Regions from separate parts of the Mus musculus genome. Here all the other regions are linked to region 6. Evidence: chromatin contacts called from public Hi-C, HiCAR-type, HiChIP or PLAC-seq, Micro-C and promoter capture Hi-C data. All regions are on one chromosome and are shown on one strand. The core of a region is the stretch at or near the end of the contact, and the rest is flanking DNA. Distances in the headings are between cores, read along the strand shown. Region 1 has its middle 63 kb from the start of Fam184a. Region 2 has its middle 39 kb from the start of Gm36335. Region 3 has its middle 140 kb from the start of Gm36335. Region 4 has its middle 27 kb from the start of Gm26177. Region 5 has its middle 3.6 kb from the start of Gm36335. Region 6 holds the start of Man1a (mannosidase 1, alpha). Region 7 holds the start of Fam184a (family with sequence similarity 184, member A).

The links. Promoter capture Hi-C pulls out the DNA fragments that hold promoters and counts their contacts. A called contact is a pair of places that touch in the nucleus more often than the background predicts. HiCAR-type assays count read pairs that join an accessible place to other places. HiChIP or PLAC-seq counts read pairs in DNA pulled down with a chosen protein or histone mark.
Region 1: an H3K4me3 HiChIP or PLAC-seq map of the 230-238 cell line shows a contact between it and region 6, with 49 read pairs. The contact joins the enhancer-like site here to the promoter of Man1a in region 6. A contact is called at or near these places in 5 of 39 promoter capture datasets (the 3T3-L1 cell line, the C10 cell line and liver), 2 of 484 Hi-C or Micro-C datasets (both in uterus), 6 of 115 datasets of contacts at active chromatin or transcription factors (the 230-238 cell line, bone marrow-derived macrophages, large pre-B cells and 1 more) and 1 of 9 other capture datasets (adipose tissue).
Region 2: a contact with region 6 is called in a Hi-C map of uterus, with 5 times the contacts expected there. The contact joins the enhancer-like site here to the promoter of Man1a in region 6. A contact is called at or near these places in 8 of 39 promoter capture datasets (the 3T3-L1 cell line, the C10 cell line, HPC-7-derived erythroid cells and 3 more), 1 of 15 datasets of contacts at CTCF or cohesin (the NIH/3T3 cell line), 4 of 484 Hi-C or Micro-C datasets (adipose-derived mesenchymal stem cells, embryonic fibroblasts and uterus), 6 of 115 datasets of contacts at active chromatin or transcription factors (bone marrow-derived macrophages, embryonic stem cells, fibro-adipogenic progenitors and 2 more) and 1 of 9 other capture datasets (embryonic stem cells).
Region 3: a contact with region 6 is called in a Micro-C map of embryonic stem cells, with 2.7 times the contacts expected there. The contact joins the enhancer-like site here to the promoter of Man1a in region 6. A contact is called at or near these places in 4 of 39 promoter capture datasets (the 3T3-L1 cell line, 3T3-L1-derived adipocytes and liver), 1 of 15 datasets of contacts at CTCF or cohesin (the NIH/3T3 cell line), 2 of 484 Hi-C or Micro-C datasets (bone marrow-derived macrophages and embryonic stem cells), 3 of 115 datasets of contacts at active chromatin or transcription factors (bone marrow-derived macrophages, embryonic stem cells and large pre-B cells) and 1 of 9 other capture datasets (adipose tissue).
Region 4: a contact with region 6 is called in a HiCAR-type map of fibro-adipogenic progenitors, with 4 times the contacts expected there. The contact joins the enhancer-like site here to the promoter of Man1a in region 6. A contact is called at or near these places in 3 of 39 promoter capture datasets (the 3T3-L1 cell line and liver), 5 of 484 Hi-C or Micro-C datasets (Th1 cells, cerebral cortex, cortical neurons and 1 more), 7 of 115 datasets of contacts at active chromatin or transcription factors (bone marrow-derived dendritic cells, bone marrow-derived macrophages, fibro-adipogenic progenitors and 3 more) and 2 of 9 other capture datasets (adipose tissue and liver).
Region 5: a contact with region 6 is called in a Micro-C map of the HL-1 cell line, with 4 times the contacts expected there. The contact joins the enhancer-like site here to the promoter of Man1a in region 6. A contact is called at or near these places in 8 of 39 promoter capture datasets (the 3T3-L1 cell line, 3T3-L1-derived adipocytes, the C10 cell line and 4 more), 2 of 15 datasets of contacts at CTCF or cohesin (large pre-B cells and pro-B cells), 4 of 484 Hi-C or Micro-C datasets (the HL-1 cell line, cerebellar granule neurons and cortical neurons), 1 of 115 datasets of contacts at active chromatin or transcription factors (bone marrow-derived macrophages) and 2 of 9 other capture datasets (adipose tissue and embryonic stem cells).
Region 7: a promoter capture Hi-C map of neural stem cells shows a contact between it and region 6. The contact joins the promoter of Fam184a here to the promoter of Man1a in region 6. A contact is called at or near these places in 2 of 39 promoter capture datasets (embryonic stem cells and neural stem cells) and 4 of 484 Hi-C or Micro-C datasets (cardiomyocytes and embryonic stem cells).

What each region holds. Positions count from the first base shown.
Region 1 is chr10:53,812,138-53,814,837 of GRCm38.p6, forward strand. No RefSeq gene overlaps it. Among named protein-coding and RNA genes, the nearest start is that of Fam184a, 63 kb to the left of the region's middle. Within about 2 kb of position 1,289, at least 34 of the 459 cell types and tissues checked have an H3K27ac peak or open chromatin away from gene starts, as enhancers often do. A contact at or near this core is called in the 230-238 cell line and uterus, where this site is marked.
Region 2 is chr10:54,402,429-54,405,128 of GRCm38.p6, forward strand. No RefSeq gene overlaps it. Among named protein-coding and RNA genes, the nearest start is that of Gm36335, 39 kb to the left of the region's middle. Within about 2 kb of position 1,288, at least 9 of the 459 cell types and tissues checked have an H3K27ac peak or open chromatin away from gene starts, as enhancers often do. A contact at or near this core is called in fibro-adipogenic progenitors and uterus, where this site is marked.
Region 3 is chr10:54,508,524-54,511,223 of GRCm38.p6, forward strand. No RefSeq gene overlaps it. Among named protein-coding and RNA genes, the nearest start is that of Gm36335, 140 kb to the left of the region's middle. Within about 2 kb of position 1,433, at least 7 of the 459 cell types and tissues checked have an H3K27ac peak or open chromatin away from gene starts, as enhancers often do. A contact at or near this core is called in embryonic stem cells, where this site is marked.
Region 4 is chr10:54,336,789-54,339,488 of GRCm38.p6, forward strand. No RefSeq gene overlaps it. Among named protein-coding and RNA genes, the nearest start is that of Gm26177, 27 kb to the left of the region's middle. Within about 2 kb of position 1,398, at least 3 of the 459 cell types and tissues checked have an H3K27ac peak or open chromatin away from gene starts, as enhancers often do. A contact at or near this core is called in fibro-adipogenic progenitors, where this site is marked.
Region 5 is chr10:54,367,477-54,370,176 of GRCm38.p6, forward strand. No RefSeq gene overlaps it. Among named protein-coding and RNA genes, the nearest start is that of Gm36335, 3.6 kb to the left of the region's middle. Within about 2 kb of position 1,350, at least 4 of the 459 cell types and tissues checked have an H3K27ac peak or open chromatin away from gene starts, as enhancers often do. A contact at or near this core is called in the HL-1 cell line, where this site is marked.
Region 6 is chr10:54,074,438-54,077,182 of GRCm38.p6, forward strand. Man1a (mannosidase 1, alpha) reads right to left here and starts at 1,300. Exons shown (of 13, transcript NM_008548.5): 1 at 1,089-1,300; 2 at 1-833. The coding sequence starts at 587. Gm16998 (predicted gene, 16998) reads left to right here and starts at 1,485. Exons shown (of 3, transcript NR_038016.1): 1 at 1,485-2,416.
Region 7 is chr10:53,749,614-53,752,313 of GRCm38.p6, forward strand. Fam184a (family with sequence similarity 184, member A) reads right to left here and starts at 1,296. Exons shown (of 18, transcript NM_001081428.1): 1 at 1,100-1,296. The coding sequence starts at 1,267.

The DNA of each region.
Region 1 (2,700 bases), core at 39-2,538, 260 kb before region 6:
CCGAGGATAATAGGGATTTTGGCCAAGGCTCCCACACAGAAGATTGCTGAACTATTCCAGTCCTGGAGGTAAATCAGGTAAGTAACACAGGCAGCCATTCCCATACCCTTAGTCCTTTTACCATGCTATCTCTAGAATTTTTACAACATAATGTTTTTTGACTTGAACACAGGAAATATTCAACTAGATTCAATTTCCTTTCAATTTTTCTTCTCTATGGAAGATGAATCGAGTACAGCCGATGATATGGATTCAACATAAAATGCAATGTATTCGAAGATCTCCTTTGCTCCATGCTCGGAAAATACAGTTACTGATGCCACTCAGGCTGGGCAGATAGCGATCTATGTGGGACATCGGTGCCAGTTCAGCCCATGGCTTACATTCGTAGCGTCTTCTGAGAAAGCTGATAGGGAAGACTTTCCCACTAATCCTAGGTTCAGAGTAATTTTTCTGGGAAGCGCATTGCTTTTTTTGGAATATTCACTGTTTCTTTGTGCTTTAATCCAATTTCACACTTAATGGTTTCAAGTGTAGAAAGTGCATTTTATTCTTCTCCACTAGAGGGAACCAAAGGGACTAGACATTGCAGCCAAGCGAATTATTTGTTGTCAGCGATGGAGAAGTTCGCAGGGGTTCTCAAAAACACCCGGAGAGGACTTTCTGTTTTATAACGTATTCTACTAAAATTTAACTATTTTTAGAAAAAATTTTGTGTTTATAGAAATAATTTAAACAGAAAAGGGTTAAAAAACAAACACACAAACAAACAAACAAAAAACCCCAACTAGATTTCTAGGTCCTGATTATGGTCCATACAACCCAGGGCACTGGGGATGAAGCCTGGATGAACCTTAGTGGAGCTTTAGTTCTTGGTAAAACCCACTCTGCCAGGCAAACAGGAAGCCCAACAAGGATGGAAGCAACTGAACATTAACTCTGTAAAGCAGGATGTAAGAACAAATGCTCACAGAGGCTCAGAGTAACCACAGACACCTGGAGACTGTCAGGATTTAGAATATGAGTCATGTGTTTTTCCGATTGAACAACTCCAACTATTATTTAGAATCCATGTGATTTACTTGGAGGAAAATCCAAAACTATCTTTTGAGGAATACTTCCAGCTCCACAAGTCAAAATTTAGGGAGCACCTAAAATCAGAAAACGGGGTGCTGTTCCTGAAACAAGAAATTTACAGGAGATCTAATGAGTTCTGCAGTATCCTATGCAGGGAACAAAAATAAATGCCCTCAATCCAGCTGCCACGGACCACAGATGTTTCCATCATGTCAGATACATCTGGCAAACTGGCCCAGAGACAAGAACTGGAATTACATGAAGAAAAGAGGTTACAGGATTGTCACAAGGGAGGGCTTAACACATTCAATTCCTGGAAAAGGCAGGAAAAAAATGGAGATATTGATTTATGAAAAGGTTTATTTGATGATAAAATTTTTCTCTCTCTCCCTCTGCCCCCTCTCTAGTTTAGGAAACATTGGGCTATCTCTATGTGTAGAGTCTCTTTCCTCCCAGGTCTCTGTGGTTTTCTAGAGGGCACCCCACCTCCCACCCACATAGGCTACTTATTTTTGTTAATTCTTCTGGCCTTCTGAGTTTCGTTGGGCTTCTCTCCTGTGCCTCCCAGACCTGATCCTGTTCCCTATTTTCCCTTCCCCTCCCCTTGCCTACCCACATCCTTCCCTCCCTCTGCTTCCTATAATTGCTTCCTATAATTATTTTGTTACATCTTCTAAGTGAGATTGAAGCATCCTCACTTGGGTCTTTCTGTTTGATAACTCTTATGGTCTGTGGTTATATTCTGGGTATTATGTACTTTTTTGCTAATATCCACGTATCAGTGAATATATACCATGCATGTCCTTTTGGGTCTGGGTTATCTTACTGAGGATGATATTTTCTAATTCCATTCATTTGCCTGCAAAATTCATTATGTGCTCATTCTAAATAGCTGCATAGTATTCCACTATGTAAATGAATCACACTTTCTGTATCCATTTTTCAGTTGAGGGACATCTAGATTGTTTCTAGCTTCTGGCTATTACATATAAGGCTGCTATGAACATAGTGGAACATGTGTCTTTGCAGTATACTGGAGCATCTTTTTGGGTATATATATGTCCAGGAGTGGTTTAGCTGGGTCTTTAGGTAGAACTATGTCCAATTTTCTGAGAAACTGACAGATTGATTTCCAGAGTGGTTGTACCAGATGGAAATCCCACCAGCAATGGAGAAGAGTTCCTCTTTCTGAAATCTGTGTCAGCATGTACAGTCACTTGAGTTTTTGATCTTAGCCATTCTGATTGGTGTAAGGTAGAATCTCCGAGTCATTTGGATTTGCATTTCTGTGATGACTAAGGGCTTTGAACATTTCTTTAAGTGCTTCTCAGTCATTTAAGATCCTTTGTTGCTAATTCTTTATACCCTATTTTTTTTTAGTTGGGTTATTTGGTTTTTGGAGGTTAACCTTTTTAGTTTTTATATATTTTGGATATTAGTCCTCTATTGGATATAGGATTAATGAAGATTCCCCCCCCCCCCCCAATCGCTAGGCTGCCAATTTGTCCTATTGACAGTGTCATTTGCCTTACAGAAACTTTTCAGTTTCAGGAGGTCACATTTATCTATTGTTGATCTTAAAGTCTGGGCCAATGGTGTTCTGTTCAGGAAATTTCCTCCTGT
Region 2 (2,700 bases), core at 38-2,537, 330 kb after region 6:
AACAGGATGAAAATGTTGCAGAACCAGAAAATGGGAACTGTGTGGAGCGCATCTGCTGGCATGGACACATGGACCAGAAGGAAGAAGAAACAAGAAATAATGTTCTGCTTTATCTGCCACTCAGTCCAAGTTCCTGCTGTTGTTCTTCCATGGGCATTACAACTACAAGCCAGTGGCAGGTATCTAAGGACACAGATCAACTCCTAATCCCAGAGAGAGGACAGGGTGGATCTTAATCTGCAAGATAGCAAAGAAGTTCATGGAAGATGCACCCAGCATGGAGTGTCTTGACGTACCTTTCACGTATGAACATTTGGTTATAGTTAATACTTGAGTTAGAGATAACCCACTCAAAATCATACAACAGTCCTTGTCAGACAGGGTTTACATAGATTCTAGAGAATTATTGCCAACAGCACACAGAAAAACAAACTAGGTTGTTTGTGATAAATAGGCAGTGTATGAGGTCTCATTAAAACAGAAGCAAACAAGAAAGCAAACAAGAAAGAATCAGCACTAAAATGTAAAAAAGAAAAAAAAAACAACCTCCTGGAATAACAAGAAGAAAGAGTAGCTTACAAAGTAATGTGCATGGAGGTTAGGGAGAGATCCACAAAGGTCATATAAATTAGAACAGATTCAGGAAGGAGAGGACGATCATGGGAAAGACTGGAATGCTGGAGAGATTTACACACAACGCACCCCTTTCAGTATATTTCTTTATCATGGGAAAGGGTATAAAAGTGGAAGCTTTGTTGAAAATCTCTTATGCTTTTGTCATTTGAACTAACTTAAATGCCAAATTGAGTAATTTTTCCTTCATTTTTTTTTTCTGCCCGCTTCATTGAGTGTTAATTTTCAGTGAAGCTGAATCTACTTGAAACATATTTTTTTGTGAATTACTTAGGAATGAGGTCATGTTTTAAAAAAGAGGACTGCGGTGCCTTGCCAAAGTTTTGGGGTAATTGTTTTAAGTGGTCACAGCATGACCCTTGGCAAATAAAATGTGGCTGTTTGGAAAAGATAGCATTTCCTTCAGAGGTTAAAAAGATATTGACAGCCCTGAGACTTAGCAGAAATTCATCTTTCAGATAAGGCCCACATAAATATTTTAGATATTTCCTGATGGCAGTGAGATAAATGGTTGTCACAAAGTGGGAAAGCCTCATTTTCTAAGTCTGAGTGGCAATTTTCCTATAATTCTGCCACATGTATAAAGTCTGCACTGCAGCTGGCTGGCTGACTGAAAGGAAGGAATGGCCAAGATTAATGAGATAAGCAAACATAATATTTATTTCTGAGGCACTCTATTACCATCTCAGAGTGCCTGCCAGAGCTTTGCTCCCAATGCTGTGATGTGGATGAGATAGTTGAGACATTTATTAAGTTAATAGACGTGAAAAATATGGCAACCTTGCAAAAACCATCTAGGCAAAATGCAAACGTCTCTTGAAACTCTGCACATGTCTGATGCTCTTTTCCAGATACCATCTCGATGGGTTGGAGATCTGGTCAGTTCTTTCCCTTTTATTTAGAGCCTGATGAAGGGAAATTTAAAAAGTGTTGTGTGTTACTTGTAACTTTTAAGGATAGAGATAACACAGGGCTTGGCAAAAACATGACTTCTGCTAAAAAAAAAAAAAGAGTATAAACACACACACACACACACACACACACACACACACACACACACACACACACACTCACACACACACTATACATGTTAGGACCTAAAATGTGCATAGCACTTTTATTAGGCTAAGCTTGTGCATGTTGCATGTCTTAATCCCTGTTCTTTACCTTATTCCTTACCCACTGCATACATATTCATATTTAACTGACTAGTCTCTACATATTCATGAAAGGAATGCTTAAGGAAGTTAGAAATGTGTGATAGATTTGTAAATATAGCATAATATTCCCCTCACTTACCACTAATGCTAACTCATTAAGAAGGTGTAAGGCCATCTAGGGTATTGTATAATGAGAGAATATTTTGACATTTAAAGCTATATCTTATGCACAATGCACAAGAAAGAGGCCAGTAGAATAGGAATGTGTATGGTGAACCTTGACTTTCTCCTGCCCTTTCCATTTATTTGACTTAGTCTTTTACTCTGCATACGTATAGGAAATTCTCAGGCATCCAGTCATATCACATTTCAGAAAGAAACTTTATTAATAGCATTTCTACTTCCAGCTTTAAAAAACATTTAAATTTGTATAGGTTCTATATTGGCAAACATTGTAATCTGCTCTAACACATATAACCTAGAGTTACTCATGTAACTCAAGATCTGGTTATTTTTGTCATCTCTCCCCTCTGTGCTGAAGATTGACCTAAGGACCTATTGTTCTACCATTGGGATATATCCCCATCTCCTTTATTGTAGGATATTTTGTAGTGGCTACCATAAGTAGAGCTTAATTTACATTAAAATTTTTCTTCAGATTTAATTTTAGCTCATTCCAAATTAATGAATGAAATAATAGCCCTATGATTTCATAATGACACATACCTTTGCAGTTTTAGCTTATTTCTATAGGAAAAACCCAAAATATAGACTTTGTGGGTTGATGTGCATTTAAGATGTTGGAAGCACCACAGCATAGACATTTCGCAAGCTTACCTTGGTTTAGGTTCTGAAGTGATAATTTTGTTATCTCTACATTAACCAGCAGCAAAATGTACTACTCTGT
Region 3 (2,700 bases), core at 183-2,682, 430 kb after region 6:
TTAGGGACCCATTCTAGAACCTATAAGAATGGGTCCTGAAGAGTTTCTAAATCTGAGTCATGGCACCATATTATGTGTTTATAAAAAGATAAAGGGAAAGGAGCAGCTATGTTCTATGGAGGTATGGTGAGGTATGGAGGAAGGGGATGTCTCAGCATCCCTTCCTTTTGAGGGACCAGCCACATGATGGTATAGTATAGAGTACAGTTTATTCAAGGATAGGGAGGAGAGTTAAAAGGTTAGTAGAGACAGAGAAAAACAGAGAGAAAGTAGAAAAGTAGAGCCTGGCCATGAATACATGGAGAGAGGGGGAGGGGGAGGGAATGGGGAAAGGGTAAGGGGACAGAGCAGGAGCAAGAAGGATCAAGAGAACAAGAGAGCAAGAGAGGGAGGAGGGGGCAAGCAGCCCCTTTTATAGTGAGTCAGGCCTACCTGGCTTTTTCCAGGTGACTGTAGAGTAGAGCATACGTGGTTATTGTCAGGTAACTGTGGGGTTGAGTTTAGACAGAATGCTAACAAACGTACTTCAACATAATATGATATATTCACAATTGATATCATATTGAATTAGGAAAAAAATTAAAACCTTCCCTTTAACATAAGGATCTGGGAAAAGATGTCCATCTTTGCTACTATCATTTAACTTCCTATCTTAAATTCCAGACAACAATTATCAGGTGAAGAAATAAAACAGGGAAGGGGAAGTACAATTGTCAATATTTGCCAAGGTATAATGCATCCAATTCCCCAGTTCTTCCCACTCAAAAAAAAAAAAAAAAAAAAAAAAAAAAGGGCAGGGGAGAGAACAAATAAATTAATTCAGCATATTTTCAGGATACATAATTAACATGCCCAAACTAATAATATTGCCATATACCAATAGTGAACTCCCTTTACAGAGACTTTATATACTTTCTGATTATGTCTACATGAACATATTTTTAAAACTAGAACATCATGTGCCTTAAACTTGCAACAATGTGCTACGTAGCTGACAATGATCTTTCCCTTCTAATCATCTGACCTCAGCCATCTGAGTGCTGGGAATACAGATGTTTCCCTACATGTTCATCTATGAAGAACTGGATATGGAGGCCAGGGTTTCCACATGCTAGATGAACACCTTTTCAATCACATCCTCAGCCCAAACATTAATTAAAATGGTTACATAGTTTTACATAATAACTTTTTATTATGGAAACAACCTTAGTACTTCCGTTGACTTGAATAAATTCTAGATTATAGGTATCAACCTTTTTAGAAGAATGTTATAATATTTGTAAGGGGTAGATGTTCTTTTGCATCTTTCTGTTGAGGCTCAGTCTGTTGCTATGTATTGTAATGCTAAATTCTGTACCCAAAGGTCTAGGCCTATGAGTCAGTTCTCTTGTTTACTAGCCTTTGTTCTGCAAACCTACCTCCTTAATTTAAAACTGTTAAGGTTTGGTGTGTATTCTAATGGTAAATACTGACCCTGGTTGCCTCAGGGATGAGTTGATACTCAAAGAGACCAAAAAATGCTGTGTAACCTTGCTGTCCCCAAGTTATCCCTAAAAGGAAAGAAGGTAGAGAAAAGATGCCATGATATTAGTGAATCATGAAAATCTGGCCATGAGGGCTGGCCAATTGAAGTAAGGACAGTCTGAGCGGAACATGGCAAATTACATCTTAGGGTTAATGATAGGTTAGAGGGTAGTATAAAATTTTCATGTCTTGTTTTTGTTTTTTTTTTTTGTTTTTTGTTTTGTTTTGTTTTGTTTTGTTTTGTTTTTTGAGACAGGGTTTCTCTGTATAGCCCTGGCTGTCCTGGAACTCACTCTGAGAACTGAATGATCAAAGGAAGGGTAGAAACCCCTGACTGAGATTAAATATTTACTATACCTTTCTTATAAATTGTGGTGATAAAAAGTGTACTCTTCTATGGGTATCTCTTCTCATCAACTTCAGTATTGTAAATAATTCTCTTTAAGTGCAGAATCTTGGATCAATGGAAAAAAATGGTTCCTATAGCTTGTGTTCTTCTCATCTTTCTAGATGTCAAATGCTTCATATACATGCATTTGACATCTTTTACAGTATACTCTCCTTGAATGGTTTTGGAACAGGGCTTTTGTAAGACTCTGGTGAGCTGTAGCTTACCTGGGACTCCCTGGAGCCAGGAATTGATACAAAAAGCAAGAACTTATTGTTCCAATGTGTTGAGGTCACCCTACACATGTGAGAGAATGATCCCACGCAGCACATTTGGCAAGTATTTATACAGTTTTCAGAGCAGAAGCCATTAGGTACAATGTGATTGGTAGAACAGTGTGACTTTTAAACTGATTGGTCTTTAGGGAATGAGGTGGCAAGGTCTTCCTTTGTCTACAGGTGGCCAACAGTCTAGGTATGTGTCTGCTCTGGGCCTCCCCAACCTGCAGGTGGCTGATGGTCTGTCCACACTCTCCAACCCCCACCCCTGTTTGAGAAGAGTATTAAGGGGAGGGGTGCCTAAGTGCTTCAGGACCTTTCTCTTCCTGGAAGGGAGGGGTCTGGTGGAATCTTCCAAATGTCCTGAAGTGACCTCTTCACCTTCAAAGCCAGAACCATCTGGATAATTAAAGCAACCTACTGGATTGTTGTGAGCAACAACTAGTTTTCTGTGTCCATAATACACATCCTTTCTGTCCTCCTCAGGGAGCCTACTCCAACTGCCATGCT
Region 4 (2,700 bases), core at 148-2,647, 260 kb after region 6:
GATTGTTAAGAGGACAGTAAAGAAGGGTTTGTTGAACAAACAGCAGGTGAATGACTTCCTTAGTAACTGAATGAATAAACAGAAAGATTAGAGACCACTTATGTAATGATCATCGCAGATTCACCTATACACTTATAAGGTTTCTGGAGGATTTATCACCTACATTTTTATTCCTAATCTAAAATAACAGAAATTTACTTAGTATCCAGTTCTAAGGTTTGATGATAGACTTACTAGTGAAGGAATGTTTTGCTGAAGCAGACACATGAGAGAGGATGTTCTACTAAAGCAAGCAGGTGAAAGGACGTGTGCTGAAGGATTCTTTGCGAACAACTTGCATGTATTGGTCCATCTTATAATGCATAGTTAAGCTGCATTGTTTGGGCTTCCGTAAAGAGAAACACATCAAAAAACTTCTGGTGGTATGCTGCAGTTTATTGCCACTTACAAGGACTCGGGCTGATTGGATGTGCCTGATGAGGCAAAACTCATGATGAGGCAAGTCTTGTGCTGAGGCAAGGCATATGGAGGCCACGTGATGTTTGGAGGGATAATATAAGACTCCATGGAGTGACGGAGACAGAGCTTGGCTTGCTGGTACAGCCAGCCATGCAACACTTGTAGATGTATTGTCTTTGACTATCTTTGCTTCGCAGAGAGGCACAGCCAAGAACTTCTCCTGGTATTCCTCCTGCTGGTCCCTCCTGCTGACTCATGCTGAGGCTGAGGAGGCCTGGCTGTCTCTGCTAAGTCCTGCCACTGCTGCTGATTTTCTATGCCAACTCTACTGAACTGGACTGCTGGTGTATCTGTGAGGTGTTTTCAAGTGGATTGAGCTGCTGCTGCTGCTATCCTGTGAACTGAACTGTTGCTTTCCAGACAACACAGACAGGAGTTGCTCCAAAGAATCTTTCAAAAAAGATCCACACCCCTCCCCATATCCTTTTTTTCCCCACTACTTCTGGTGGGTGGTGGGCTACAAGTTAAAGCATGTAAGAACCACCATTAAAAATAGGATTTGAAAAAATTAGAGTTATAACTGTAGCTGTGAGTTGGGAAAGAACATGGTTAAAGTGTACGTAGAAAGGAAAAGCAGAGAGATAGTGACAAAGTCAGGTGGGCAGGGCAATCCAATGTAACTCATGAGAGCCAAGATGCCATGTTAACCAAAGTAGAAGGGCTGGAAAGGCTCAACACAGCTAGGTTCAGGCTCAGACTTACCATCCCTGGCCTATTCAGTCATATAACTTGTTCACTACAAAACTCAATTTTTTTTAAAGAATAAACATTGGCACCATTATTTCTTCATGATGATGATGCTTTAAAAAATGAATAAGAGAAAATGATGTAATCCAATTCTGCTATTCCCAAGACCGATCAACATGTACGAGTGATAGTTTCCAGGAAGATGTCTTGCCAGCAGAATTGGGAAATGGTTTGTGTAAGCTTAAGGAAAAGGCTTCTTCCAGGAGAGCTGATGGCATGTGGTCTTCTTAGATAAGTATTTTATTTATGTATAAAATGAGAGAGTTCTATAAAGAGAGTGCTGGAAAATGTTCAAAACAGCCCTATATCCATACATAAATATAACCAACCCTCATATATGCACACAAACAGAACTCACCCTCCACACACAAATACAGCTCATACCCATATATACACACAAATGTACCTCATGCTCTTATACACACACACACACACACACACACACATACCTCACATCCATGTACACAAAAAAATTCAACTCACCCATCCTGCAAACACAACTCACCCCATATACATGCACACACAAACACAACTCACCTTATATACATATACTCACAAACACATCTCACCTTGAATACATACACACACAAGAGCAACTCAACCCCATGCACACACATAAACACACTGACATTTTACCTTATAAAGACAGGTGGAACAAAACTCACAATTAATAATACAACATGTAGTCCTCCTCCTCTTGGAAACTTCATAGAACCAACTTTCCCTTAAAATACTTTCATTGAATTTTTAGAAAGCAAGTTTATATCTGAATCAAACTGTAGTTGAATTTCCTAAATGGGTGTCAATCCAACAGCTATATTGGTACTTATTGTCACTTACGTTAATGATCATTAATGGCCGCACAGAAGTGAGACTATACTGCATGCTGGAACTTGTTTGTCTTTCAGTGACACACATGTATGGCTTTCACTGAATTACATTGATAGGTTTTGAATATTAGAAGATGTGTGTGCTCTTAGTTGTACTTCCAAGGCTTCTAAATACTACATCTTGGTGTGTTTAAGGGTCCCTTGGAGCAACACTGCAGCATTTGTTAATCATAGTATCTAGAAAGACCCATATTGTATTTTCCAAAATAGAAGAAAAAGAATAGTTTTGAGGTAGACTGCTACTTGAGGAGTACTTTTTAAGATTTAAAGTGTGTGTGTGTGTGTGTGTGTGTGTGTGTGTGTGTGTGTGTATACATATAGTTAGGCATGTGTACATGAATACAGGTACTCATAAAAGACAGTAAAGGGTGTTGGATCTTTGAGCTAGAATTACAGACCACTGTGAACTTTCTGCCCTGACTGCTGGGAACCAAACACAAGACTTCTGGAAGAGCAGAAAGACCTCTTAACTGCTTGGCTCTCTTGCTAGCCCCTAAATAATCTCTTGTAGATACAAGCATCTTTCATGGTTTTATGTTAGTAA
Region 5 (2,700 bases), core at 100-2,599, 290 kb after region 6:
ATACTGGGTTAAGTACAGCTTGGTAGTGACTTTATGCTTGGATGCATTAATAATACTTAATTCTGCATTGAGTGATAGTAGACGTTTACATGTCAGACAGAGAAGATTTTCTATTTTCATCATCATTTCTCTACAAGTGAAAAATTAAGAGAATTTCTTTACCTTGAAAAATGTTTTCTAGTATTAGTTAGATCTTTGGCTGTATCTTGGACACCGTGACATAGCATACAGTGCTGGAGTCTGACCATTATGGTATTTGCCAAGCAGGAACAAAGGTTAATTGAAAATCTGTAATAGCTACAATACTATACTGACAAAAATCCTCATAGCTATTTTCTTCATCTATAAAGGCTTGAGCCTGTCTTACCATTAATGTCAGAAGCACAAATGGTTCCTTTGAAAGGGATTTTAGAGCACATAGCCAGCAGAGGAAAGAGTTGATGCATGCGGATTGCTTTCCAGGAGGTATGCAATTTCTTTCACATGCTTACTTTAAAACACTTCCCTTCCTCTACTTAGAACATGAATACAGTGGTCGACCTCATCTGCAGGGGATAGCTCTCCAGGGGATGTATAAGTGCTGAAGTGCCACTGATGCTGTGTCCTTTCCCCACACTACAATTAGGTTTAATTTATGTATTAGGGACAAGAGGAGATTAACAAACAACAATAATAAAGCAGCAAAATTATAGTAATATACTATAGCAAAAGTTATATAAATGTTCTCTCTAACAATATGTTACTGAACTTTCATCTTTTCATATAGTGGAAACGATTTAAGGCCTCCCTTAAGCATATAGAGGTTGCCAGCATTACTGCTCTCACACTTTGGAGCTGCTAGTAAGTAAAATCAAGGTCAGCTAGATATGGACATTGTGATAATGCAACTGTCAATCTCAATGCCTAGATTACCACTGGCAAAGGACTAGTTTCATGGTTAATCTTGATTGTGTACTTGATGGGACTTGAAACCACCAAGGAGACAAACCTCTGGGAATGTCTGTGAGGGCATTTCAGTATGGGTTCAGCAGAAGTGGGAAGATATTCCTCAAATGTCAGTGGTGCCATAGGATTGTGGCCTAGAGTGAATTAAAGGACTCTTAAATTGAGTGCAGCACCAGAAGTCACCTGTCTGCTTCCCAACTGCAGACATAATGCGATTTACTGCCTCATACATCTTGTACAATAGCTACTCTCTCTTTTTCCTAGAATGGATGGGTTATACCCTTAAATTATGCATCATAATAGGCCCTTCCTTTCTTAAGTTGTCAAGTGTTTTGTTACAATAAAAGTAACTAATACAGAACGTTAGGACTGTGTGCGGTGTTGCTGTGAGAAAGCTGGCCATATGGTTCAGAAGCGTTTGCAACAGGTGTGTGTTGCAAGCTAGAGAAACCCAACAATGGTTTAGGCCGTGTGTATTGGGCCATTCTGATGGGAGTTCAGAGGACCCGAATACTCAAAAGAAACTCACATCATCAAGAAGGACCATGGGGTTTCATATGTGAAATTCTACCTAGAACCAGGCTAGATACTATGGGTATTATGTTCTGCCAAAGACGCTGACTGCATTCTGCTCATGTCCTGAAAACTTCAATGAGACTGAATTTAAAAACTTATTGCCTGATCGGTTTAGTGGAAGACTATCCAAGGCAGCATAACACAGCAGCTTTAATACGATATGCAGTAGAATAAGGAAGGGATAAAAGTGTAAAATTTTTGACCATGATGGTTCAGACTGGTGGTTCTCAACCTGTGGATGATGACCCCTTTGAAATTGAACAACACTTTCACAGCGGTTGCATATCATATATCCTGTGTATCAAATATTTACATTATGATTCACTGTGGGAACAGGACTGAGGAATGGGAGATGAGAGGTGATCGCGTCACAAGATGAATCCTGGGGATGAATCAGACTCTGGAGAACAATATCAGATTGCAGATCTGTTCTTACTGCACAGTGCATAAGCTTAAATACAGTGTTTGAACCAATCCCAAGCCCCTCAGTCCTTGGATAATTGTATTTTGTCATATCATCACAGTATCCAATGAAAGCCCTCCTAATGAGATTGCTCAGAAGGAGCAGGTGAGGGGAGACTTCTGTTGGGACTTCTGTGAAGAATGGAGACAGCCATCACCCTGACTTTGGATCCTTTTCTGCTGTCTCACTTATGTGCTAGGAGCCATCTTAGATGTAATGCAGTGTATGGCAGATCAGGACTCTTTGAGGAGTCACTGGAGCCTGTGGCACTTCAGTCTCCATCCCACTTTTTCCTTCACATGGTTGACTCCCACATCTATCACAATTCATAACACTAGAAAAATTACAGTTATGAAGTAGCAGTGAAAATAATTTTATGGTTGGGTGGGGGAGAGTCACCACAACATGAAGAGCTATATTAAAGAGTTGCACTATTAGGGAGTTTTGAGAACCATTGGCTTAGAAAAACATGTTATTCTTAAAGAGATTACTACAGTTAAAGAAAATCCTCACATTCTTCACTGCCAGCAATATCCAAACCATCCATAGCTTCTACTTGTAAAAGTGCAAGTTTATTTGAAAAGATAGAATGTGGTTTGAGGATGCAGCTGAGGGATCTCTTGCTTAACAAGAACTCTGCAGGCAAAGGCTTTCCAAGTTTTGTCAACTAAGGTAAACAGAAACCGCTACAGCTATGATCGAAGAGGACCAGACTG
Region 6 (2,745 bases), core at 50-2,549:
TCACGGATGGTGGCGTCAGCGGGCTCCCGGTTCTCTACCCCGACGGGGGGCAGGAAGTCCACCTTGGGCAAGCCCCTAAACAGATCCTTGTCACGCAGCTGGTCCTGGGCCACCTTTTCCTTCTCCAGCAGAATGTCTCTTTGGATCTCCTCCGGCAGCTTCTGCAGGGTCTCCTTGGCTTCCCTGAGAGCCCGCTCGTGGTTTTCGCGGATCCTGGCTAAGTTGTCTTCCAGTCCAGCTCCAGGGTCCCCAGGCGCGCCTTCCTCGCGGTGCCGGACTCTCCCCTCGGCGGCATCCTCCGCACGCGCCCCGAGCCCGGGCTTGTGCTCCGCCGGCGGCTGCAAGGCAGGGTTGGAGTGGAACAGGACCCCGCTGAGCAGCTTGGAGGAGTCAGGCAGGAAGAAGATTGCCCCGAAGCAGAGCGTGATGAAGGCGCTGAACACCAGCAGCAGCACGAACTTCTCGGTGAGGCGGAAGGCAGCGGGGCCAGACCCCTTCCTCCCGCCGCCAAGCCCCCCGCCCAGGCCACTGCCCAGGCCGCCGCCCCCAGGGCTACTGAAGAGCGGCAACAGGCCCCCCACGGGCATCGCTCCGGAGGTTGTAGCCGCCGGCTGACAGTCTGTCCAGGGGCCCGGCGCCGAGCCGCTCAGCAGCCAAACTTCGCTGCCGCCGGCTGTCAGCGGCTGCGGGGCCGGCTCTTGCGCATCCAGGCCGCCCAGAGCGCGTGTCTGGGCTGCGGGTCTCCCCGCTTGAAGCGGCTCCCCTCCGGCGATCCTCGCCGGGGCGGCTCCTTTGGCAAACAGGCACGCGCGGCAAACCGCTGGCTGCAGCCCCTGTTGGGGGGAGAGGAGACAGTAAAAGCGCAGTGGTTAGGAAGGTGCTGAGAAAGTTTCCAGTGGGGTCTCCGCCCTCCCCTGGACCCGGGATCCGCAGGACCGTATCCCGGCAGGCAACCCCGGGGTCCAGCCGCGGGCACCACCCTCAGAGCCCACTTTGGACTTGGGGTGAAGTTTTCCAGCCGCGGAGGCAGGGTGTCCCGCGACATCTGGGTCAGCACAGCGGGCACCTCGGTGGCAAGGGCGGCGCACCTCTGGGCAGCAAGGGCGCCGCGTGCGTAGGGGGTTCGTCAACTTCTCCAGCTGCCCATCTCCGAGCGCTTCCCGGCGGGTGGTAGCACGCGTACAGCCGGGTGGCTCTGAGGCCCCGGGACACGGCTCAGGTGAGCGAGCGCACCGACCTGCCGGCGTGAGCCAGCGAACCAGGCACCGTACTGCCCTCCGTCGCGGCCCCGCCGTGCACTAATAGCACTGCCGGTCTCCCGAGCGGTCGGAAACGAGGGCGGTGACGCGTCCGGAGAGTGACAGCGCGTCCGGGCCAATCTTACGCCTCCCAGGGTCCCGCGGGGGTGGAGCCGAGGCGGGGAGGGGGCCGCACGGGGCGGGGAGTTTACGGGAAGCGCTGCCTCTCCGGGACCCGGCAGAGGCGGGGAGGTCGCGGCTCCCCTGGGCTCCCGAGGACTGGAACTGCGCCCGGGAGCCGTGTTAAGACTCGCCCGGAGGACCAGAGCCGGAGTTGGTCCGAGCTTATTCCGCCCAAAACCTATTCAAGCCGAAGCCCCAAAGGTAGTGGATCCCCGAGTGACCACTACTAATATGGTAGCGACAGCTTGCCCCAGTACTCGAAATTGGCGATCCCGAAGAGCATGCAGGGGATTGCGGGGGCAAGCCGTGGTTTTGAAGTGGTTTTGAAGGCTTTTCTCCAGCCACCCCTTATTACCCAAGACAGGGATTCCCCGGTGCCCAATAACTCTCAAATCCAAAGTCTCCAGGCTCCTCCACAAAGCTTTTGAGCTCTCTACTCTACCTCGTTAAGAGCCTTTTACATCCTAGGCGACTTGGGGTTTGGGGACTGCTTGGGGCTCTAAGTATACACCCTCTTCCCCTTACAATAAACAACAACAACAACAAAAGTTGTATGACTCCCCCACACTCCCCCACACCCCCCCCACTTTCGAAATTCATTTACCTCATCGCAGTTGGTCAAATTTTCCATTCAAAGAAGACAGTTTTATGCTGCCAGAGCTCCAAGCAATAAATTGAACCCTGTTGAAATTAAGTCTTGGATGCGACAACTCCCAGCGAAGGCAAGACTTGGTCCAACAGAGATTGTTTTCAACACAGCCTTGCAGTATTCAGTCTCATGGAATGTCATGGAAACTGGCTCCACCTCCCATGACATCCATTGGAATGCCCTGCTGATATTGCATAGATCTACATTTTGACCTGGCTGGGAACCCCCTGCCTCAGGGTGAAGAGACAAGAAAACATTTCCCAAACTGTGTTATGAATCCCCTGTTGCTCCACAAAGAAACAGTTACCAGAGGGAAATTTGACTGACTTCCCACTCCTGAAAGCTGGTTTGTAGCAGCTCTGTTTACCCTCAACCTTCTCCGGAAACATGATTTTAAAGTGTGCCCTTTACTTGTCTTAAACCAGAGGAAAACAGCTGGCAACTTCCAGGAGAGTGCCCACAGCACAGTTGTTTCCAGGTGTTGTGCTGTGTGCATAAAGTAAAAAAGCCAAGGCAGAAATCCTAAGGTCGTTTTCGTTTAAATGTTAATTATCATTTTTAGCCATCACTGTTTGTTGTGTATTGGGTTTGTGCAAAATGAGCCAGTAACATAGTCAGAAGTTCTGGTTAATAAGAAATTATGGCTTGATAAATGTGACTTCATAGCTTGATTAT
Region 7 (2,700 bases), core at 46-2,545, 320 kb before region 6:
CATCTCTTAGGATGGTGCTTAGAACAAAGACAGACAATCCAAAAAGGAAGAAAACTAACTCCACAAATTGTCGTGTTGCTCAGCATGGGGTGAGTCTTGATCACGTGGTTTTTGTTGTTTTCATCATGTGTCTCTATGCATCCCTTCACTCATTCCCGTTATCTTTGAATCCTCGATCGATCACATCCTCCTCCCCCGTCTCTTCACTCCCTTTTCACAAGTGTGCCCCCCTCCTCTCTTTAAACTCCAGGGAAACTGTATGATGGAGTTGAGCCAGATCTCAAGAGATTATCGAGCAGTGACCCTCAAGCCCACCTTCCTCTTCAACACTGCAACAGTCCTAGGGAACCTGGTCCCCATGTGTGACTTCCAGAAACCCTAGATCAGTCCCACACAGGGTGAGCCTGCTGGGTAAGAGCTACACAGAACCAACCCTTATGATCAGTATTCAGTATTTTACTAAATTCGAAAAAGGACTCATTAACGGGCATACACCACCCTGAACTATGCTTGGAAAACTGTGCAGGTGATGTGCAGGTCTTCTGATAAGATGGGGCATTTACTAAATGCAAACGCGGTGTGATTCATCTAATAAACCTTATTTGACATCTTGTGAGGGTAAGTAAGGAATGACTCATTAAATCCCTTAAAATGGCACGCAAGGTATGTTTTACCCTCCTACAGTCCTCGGAATAACCTCGGGAAGTTTATCCTCTCATTAACTGTGTAACCAGTAGCCTGACACCGATTAACTCCGAGGATCCCGGGTCATATTAGGTAAACCGGTACAGTACTTCACCGAGTACTGTAGCGCGGTGCTTCGTGCAGCCCTTGGCAGAGGCACCTGAGCAACAGGAAAAGTCCATTACTCCTGTGGAACCCAGAAAGTAAGCCCTCATGTGCTCTGTGCAGGTTTACCCCTAGTCGGTTGGTTATGGAGTGCAAGCCCTGGAAATCCCGCGGTGCAGTGTGCGGTGTGCGGTGTAGCTCAAGTTAGGTGGCTAGCGTTCCACCCAAGTTTGGAGGGACCAGGAGGCAACTCTGGCTGTTGCTTCTCTTAGGAGCCCCCTCCTGAACCCCGAGCCCCAGCACCCCATACCTTGGTGAGCTGGGCGATCTTCTTGCTCATTTTCAGGTGCATGTCCTGGCTGTAGTCCATGTTGTGCCCTGCCAGCTGAGCGGCAGCTGGGGAGGTCGCGAATTTGGCCGGCCCGGACGTGGAGCTACCGTAATAGTGATGTTGCCAGCTCATGCCCGGGGTCGCCATCTTCCCGGCAGACCCCAGCCGGGGCACCTGTCCCTGCGCGCGGGGCGAGGCCGGCGCGGCGACGACACGGGACAGGCGACAGCCCGGGCGACCGCTTGCCGACCCGCCGGCCCGTGCCCTCCAGTCCCGCAGCCAGCAGCCCCCTGCCCGCCCGCAACAGCCGCGTCCCCCTGCCTCGGCTTGGCGACGTCGCGGCTAGCGTCCCGCAAGAAGCGGCCACCGGGCCCCGAGACTCCGCGGCCGCCGGGGCTGCGGAGGGAGGCGGAGACGGGGCGGGCTGCAGCGGCGGGAGGCGGGTCCGGGGACGCGGGAGCCGCCGAGCGCCGTTACCAGGACGCGCGGCTCGGGGGCTCAGCGAGCGCGCGAGGGTGGCCACGTCATTTCCCCGCAGCCAAGCTCCGCCCCGCAGCTCCCCGCCCCGCAGTCCTCCAGTTTGCAGCTTCTCAGCCCGCAGCCAAGCTCCGCCCCGCATCCTTCCAACCCGCAACCTCCAACCTGCAGCTCCTCAACCCGCAGCCAAACTCTCATCCTCAACCCTCCAGCCCATAGCTCCGCGTCCCTGCAACCGGCAAATCTGCGACCCCGCAATCTGCAGCCCTGAACCCCTCGGCCCTCCAGCCGCCAGCACTTGTCCTCCACACTCCCATAGCTACACAGCGATTGAGCCCCACACTAGGCGCCCTGCCTCACGGAGGCCTCTCACAGTCGCACAAGGCCTTACAACCTTGCAGCCTGAGAGTTCCCACTGCATCCAGCAGCACTGTCTCACTTTTCACCGCGCAGACCCACAGCTGCCAGCTCCTTAACACACCCATTTCCCACAGTCTGCACCCTTTGGCTATTACCCTGTGCCTGAGTGTGCAATCTAGTTTTTAAAAGAATCGTCCAAAGAAGATAAAAAATTGATGGTGACCTTCGTTTAGCAACAAGCAGCGGGAAGCTCGACAGAGCCTCTCTGCATGTACTTTTTGTGTGCAGGCCCAGCCACAGCCGACATAGGATCTTAAGGCCAAGCATCTCTACACTAGAGAAGTGGTGGTGAAATAGAGGGAGATCCGATCCGTAATCCTACACGTGATTGGTCTTCCCAAACTCATCCAAACTCAAGCATTTCAGGGTCATACTGACCTAATGTGTGCCAGGCTAGAATGAAGCGATGCCAAGGGCCTATGTTTGGAGGACCATACCTCTACAATCAGCTGCACCCAATTCTCGGTGGGATGAAGCCTGGAATAATTAAATATGAAAATGTAATTGGCTAGATATTAGAATAGGACTGGGATATAGAGGGAAGAACCCAACAGGGAAACAAGATATCTGCCCTTAAATATTGGGGCTGTATCAAGATTTGGCATTATGCGTACTTTTTCCACCTTGCTAAATATATTACTTTATACTGATCTTTTTCTTAGCACCTCTGCCTTTCTAGGTAA